2 separate regions of the Mus musculus genome follow, and region 2 is linked to region 1. Evidence: chromatin contacts called from public promoter capture Hi-C data. All regions are on one chromosome and are shown on one strand. Each heading gives the region's core, a stretch centred on a gene start, on an enhancer-like site or on the middle of the called end of the contact. The rest is flanking DNA. Distances are from core to core; before and after follow the strand shown. Region 1 overlaps Hadhb (hydroxyacyl-CoA dehydrogenase trifunctional multienzyme complex subunit beta). Region 2 has its middle 4.3 kb from the start of Gm46907.

Region 1 (2,897 bases), core at 126-2,625:
TCTGGACTCAGTAAACAGACAAACAAATAAAAAGCTTGGGGCCACTCAGAAGCTGTTAAAATTTAACATATATGGTTAAAATAAAATTTAATCGTATCATGACATACACCTTTAATCTTGACAACTGGGAGGCAGAGGTAGATGAATCCCTGAGTTCAAGGCTAGCCAGGTCTATAAGTCAGTTTCAGGTCAATCAGAATTATATGGTGAGACCCTGTATCAAAGAACCTTGCTAAGAGCTAGTTAATATTGCTTCTTTCCATGTAAAGTTTAACAGCCTAGATATGAAAATTCTACAAAACATGCTACTTCAAGTACAAAAACTATAAAAAGTATTTTAAGTTGAAAGAACAGGAAACTTGATTTACTTACGAAAGTGCAGCTCTAGCCAAGTCATGTGGCATTAGGTCTTTATACCTGGGGAAAGAAAACATAATTTAAACCAAAAGCCTAGAGTTTCAATAGAACTTAAAAAAATCAAATGCATACAGATTGTCTAACTTATGCTGACAATGCAGCTAATCTTACTCCCAAGTCAGTCTATCAGTTCATATGAAGAAATAGTGTGACTTTGCTATCTGTCATCTTAAAAAGTCTGACAAGCCCTAAACCTCTACAGAACTTGCTGTCTGACAAAATAGACATCCCCTCTTTTTTTTTTTTTTTTGGTATCATTTAGTGTTGTGTGTATTTGTATACTTGGGGAAGTCAAGGGACAACGTGTACAAGTCCCAGCTTTCCAGGGACTGTACTTATGTCACAAGTTGGGTAGCAAGCACCTTTACCCATTGAGCTGTCTCACTACATCTTTCATGCCTTGCATTTTAAAAATTCACTTATTTTTGTTTTATCTGCATTGATGTTTTGCCTGCATGGATGTCTGTATGAGGGTGTTGGATCCCCTGGAATTGGAGTGCAGGGTTGGGAATTGCACCCAGCTCCTCTGGAAGAACATCCAGTGCTGCTGAGTCCTGCTGAGCCATCTCTTCAGTCCCTATGCCTTGCCTCTAAAAGGTAATATATCTTCAAGATCTCAAATCGTCCATATGAATACGAAAAGAAAGGCCTCATTTTTTTTCAAACTGGAGGCTAATATTCCCCAGTAAGTTTTTAATGTTAGTGACTGCCTGTACAAAGAACAAATTTTTTTTTTTAAGATTTATTTATTTATTATATGTAAGTACACTGTAGCTGTCTTCAGACACTCCAGAAGAGGGAGTGTCAGATCTTGTTACAGATGGTTGTGAACCACCATGTGGTTGCTGGGATTTGAACTTTGGACCTTCGGAAGAGCAGTCGGGTGCTCTTACCCACTGAGCCATCTCACCAGCCCCAAAGAACAAATATTTAAAAACTAACAATATAAACAGAACAGAACAAATTACTTCCTTAAAAGAGCCCATTACCAGCTTTTGTGTAGACTGAATCTTACTTAGAGGATAGAAAAGCCTGAAAAACCAGCTGTTTGATTCTGAGGAATTTTCAGGGTAGTCCAAAATACTTGGGGTTGAACTATGGCAGGCATTTGGACCAGCTGTGTCAGCCACAAGCCTGATTTTCAGAAGACCAAAGCAGCATCATTTTCAGCACTCAAACTGTGTCTACAGAAACCATGTTCCAGAAAAGAAAAGAAAAGAAAAGAAAAGAAAAGAAGAGAAGAGAAAAGAAAAGGAGAGAAAAGAAAAGGAGAGAAAAGAAAAGAAAAAAGAAAGGGAAGGGAAGGGAATAAAGAAAAGACCTATTGGAAAGATGGTATCTGGACCTACACTGGACTCTCAACTAGAGCTATTTCATTCAGGCTAATGCCATGGCAAGCTAGTTTATAAAAGAAATAGAACATCTTGCCACGGGGTTGGAGGAATGGCTCAGTGGTTAAGAGCACTGTCTGCTCTTCCAGAGGTCCGGAGTTCAATTCCCAGCAACCATATGGTGGCTCACAACCTTATCTGTAATGGGATCTGATGCCCTCTCCTGGGGTGTCTGAAGACAGCTACAGTGCACTCACATACAGAACATCTTGCCATAATATACCACTGATTTGACTTGTTCTATCTATACTGTTTTTATACAGGTGCTCGCCATATGGTCTCCCATTAATTATATTATTCCCTACAAAGACTACTTCACACAGTACCAGAAAAGAAACAAACAACTAACATGATCATTTTATACTTACGAAGTGCCTGACAGCAGAAATGGAATGCGGACCCCTTCCACCACCACAATATTCTTCATATTGGGTTTTGCTAAAGTCTTCTTTGACTTGGTCTGGACAGCTTTAAGATTAAGTTCAAAGAACTATTAATTAAATATATATAAAATCAGGAATAGGGCCAGGCGTGGTGGTGCACACCTTTAATCCCAGCACAGGAGGCAGAGGCAGGCAGATTTCTGAGTTCGAGGACAACCTGATCTACAAAGTGAGTTCTAGGACAGCCAGGGCTATACAGAGAAACCCTGTCTCGAAAAACAACAACAACAAAACAAACAAACAAAAAAATCAGGGATGGGGGGTAGCTCAAAGAATGGAACACTTGTCTAGATACATTTTTCTATGCTTGCTCTCACAGCCTCCTCAGAAAAGAGTTGCCCTGTTTATAGTCCCTGCCAATGAGGTCTAAATCCAAGGCACAAACTGATCAGATTAAGAGGGGGTATGCCAGGCCCACCAACAAACCAACAAAGTAGTTGACCAGTGTATATCAGCACTGTTTTTTCCTACAACAAAATACCAGAGGCTGAGAACTGGAATCTAAACTAATTATATGGTATGAACTGAGATCCTAGGAAAGGTGCACTTGGCTTTGTTATAACAAAGCTAAACAACAGCAAAAAGGCAGAAAAAAAAAAAAAAAAAAAGCTAAGTGCAGAAGAAGATAAGTATGTAAGGTGGTTTC
Region 2 (2,929 bases), core at 138-2,637, 650 kb before region 1:
TGCAGATTTGTACTCCCAGCCAAAGAAAGATTGGGTGATGGACTGTAAACTAGTCAGCGCAATTCACGCTCCTTCTGGGTAAGTACTCAAAGCACAGCCCAGCTGGTGAGTGTGTCCTCGCTCTATACTCAACACGACACCTGGCTAAAAACAACAACGACCAACTGATGACAAAATCAAAACTTCAACATCACTTAGTGAGTTCTTATCACACCATGGTAGTCATTGTGTTTTTCCTTCTTTTGAGATTTAGTTATGTGCTTGACTATTTTGCCTGCATGTATATGCACTGCCTGAGTTCCTACAGATGGTCATGAGCCATCATGGGTGTGCTGGGAACCCAACCCAGGCCATAGAACAACAAGTGCCCGTAACCGCTGAGCCATCTCTCCAGCCCCTTATTAGTCATTTCCACCGAAAGCTGTCAGTATTGAGTAAAGGAGCAGCCAGGCCTGATAGAGATTGCAGCTATCGTCACAGAGTGTATCCATACTTCAGTTAGGTCCCTGAAGCTTCAAGCTCTTTTGTAAGAGGCACAGGACTTAACATGCTGTTTTTTGAGAAGCAGACTCACTATGCAGCCCAGGTTGTCCTGGGATTCCACGCATGGTACCATGTCCAGCTCACATACTTGCTGTAAAGGTCACATGGGCAGATGCTGCTTTGGACAATAGTTGAAATTAAATGACCTTATTAGGAAGTAATGGTTAGTTCCTTCAGCTGTCAAGAGGAAGGGGTGATTCTCAAAGGGGAGTAAAGGGGCAGGGAGACGCTGGGGCAGGCACTCCATAGAGACTGAGAAGCTGTTGGGAAGCAGGCACTTGAGAGGGCCCTCCTCGCTCACCAGTCTTCTCTGGACACTGGCCTGGTCTGAGGAAGGAAGCCAGCTAGCGCTACCTGCTCCATCACTGACCACTCTAGCAAAGGTTTTCTATGAAGATGTGTTGATGGCGGAGTCATGTGCACTGTCAAGTCTACGAGCTCTCCCCTAAGTCCAGAGCAGTGCATCTTAAAACACGTCAAACAAGAAAGCAGAGGAACTAAAAGTTCCCTGTTGAGTCTCCTTTCCTTTCCCCACACCCACATCCGTCTTCCCAGAGGTAGATCCTTTCCAAGTTCAGTTACAGTCCTGGGGATGGAGCCTGAAGACACACACGCTCCCTAGGGACCACTCCCCACCACAGAGCTAGCCTTTAGAGGCCTGTGTATGGACATGGGCTTGGTCTAGGAATTCAGAAAGGCCTTGAGCCTTTCTGTAGCTGGTCCATCCAAAAGGACCTCCTTTCTCTCTCCTCACTCTGGGAGGAGGCTTCCCTGCTGGAAGGAAGGGCTCTTTCCCCATGACCTCTCTCCCACAAGTACAGAAACTGATCTGAGTGAAGTCATGGTTCAAGGTGCACTTCACACAGTAGCGGAAGTGAGCAAGGGCCACGAAAGGCTCACTAATAGGCCGGCACCCGGCAGCTTGCTTTCCTATTTCTGATTCTGATCATTCTTAGTAGAGCCTACCCAGCAGAAGGCCTGAGCAGCCCCACGTCACACCAAACCCGGGCTCTGCTCCAGTCAACTGCTCATGCCTGGCCGTTCTGTCAGACAAGCAAGTCAGCTGAATGCATGGTCACAAAGGCCCATTTCATACATACACTCTCTCATTTGGTAGTTGAAATGACACTGTGACTCTCAAGTTTTCACTGGACAAATGGCTGCTTCTGTTGGACACAAAGGCTCCCGAGGAATGGGGCAGTTTTGAATTAGTTCAGGATGGACTTCTCATGACAAACTTTGAGACATTATTTTGACATTATGGCACCAGTAAATGTAAATAAATATTGCTACCTGCTATGAAGCAGCTCCTCTCCTTGCATCCTCTAACAACCCTAAGGGACAGCCATCATCCAGGCTAGCCTACAGATGAGAAAACTAGCACTTAGCAGTTACATAACCTACCCAGTGTCACACAGTCAGGAAGTAGGAGGACTGGGATTTGGGCTCAGATGCATCTGTTTTGAGAGGCCAGATCAACTTAGTTTCTTTTTTTTTTTTTTAATCTTTTTTCATTTATTTTATGTATATGAGTACACTGTAGCTGTCTTCAGACACACCAGAAGAGGGTATCAGATCCCATTACAGTTGGTTGTAAGCCATCATGTGGTTTCTGGGAATTGAACTCAGGACCTCTGGAAGAGCAATCAGTGCTCTTAACCACTGAGCCATCTCTCCAGTCCCATCAACTTAGTTTCTAAAGGAGGGGGTGAGACATCCCTGTGGCTCCCAGGACCTATGCAAGGCTCCATCTGAGTGCTGGGAGGGAGCCCTGAAGCTGCCCCTCAGGTTTGCTTCCACTCAGCCCCAGGTCTGAGCTCTCTGCTTTGCTTTCCAGAACACAGCAGCCTTGGAGATAAGCCGAGAAGATGTCAACACCCAACTTTGCATTTGCTTTCAGTCAGTAGATGCACAGTTTTCAAAAGAAGAGTCCCAGAGCAGGAATGGAACTTGTAAGGGAAAATTGTTATTTGTAAGGTGGCGAGAATAAATATTTAATTAGACGCTTTGACATTACATTTTGCCTGGCCTTGCAACACCTCAGACAATAAAAGCAGCCTTTGTCTACAGGGCTAATTACAGACTACTAAATTATTTTTATTACAGCCCTTTGGATTATTAAGTGTGACAAATGCAGCATCGTGGCTGTATAGAATAGTGCTAGTCTGGAAATGTGAGTTCTAATCCTGACTCAGACCCTAATAACCACCAATAGTCAACTGCACGGTGTACACAGTTGACACTGCTCTCATATACTCTTTATGTTAGTTAAGTCACTTTGGGGCAAATCACTTAACTCTTAAGAGTCTCGTGTCAAAACCTGGAAATGAGGACATTAGGACATCTGTCCTGTCCAGTTCTAGCGTGTGTCTAAGATCCTGACAAA

What was found. Promoter capture Hi-C pulls out the DNA fragments that hold promoters and counts their contacts.
Region 2: a promoter capture Hi-C map of liver shows a contact between it and region 1, with 2.6 times the contacts expected there. The contact joins two enhancer-like sites. A contact is called at or near these places in 9 of 39 promoter capture datasets (the 3T3-L1 cell line, cranial neural crest, embryonic stem cells and 5 more) and 1 of 115 datasets of contacts at active chromatin or transcription factors (embryonic stem cells).

The regions. Positions count from the first base shown.
Region 1 is chr5:30,166,044-30,168,940 of GRCm38.p6, reverse strand. Hadhb (hydroxyacyl-CoA dehydrogenase trifunctional multienzyme complex subunit beta) reads right to left here. Exons shown (of 16, transcript NM_145558.2): 4 at 2,177-2,276; 5 at 373-417. Among named protein-coding and RNA genes, the nearest start is that of Mir1960, 3.2 kb to the left of the region's middle. Within about 2 kb of position 1,375, at least 3 of the 459 cell types and tissues checked have an H3K27ac peak or open chromatin away from gene starts, as enhancers often do. A contact at or near this core is called in liver, where this site is marked.
Region 2 is chr5:30,817,594-30,820,522 of GRCm38.p6, reverse strand. It overlaps a transcript of Mapre3 not described here. Among named protein-coding and RNA genes, the nearest start is that of Gm46907, 4.3 kb to the right of the region's middle. Within about 2 kb of position 1,387, at least 22 of the 459 cell types and tissues checked have an H3K27ac peak or open chromatin away from gene starts, as enhancers often do. A contact at or near this core is called in liver, where this site is marked.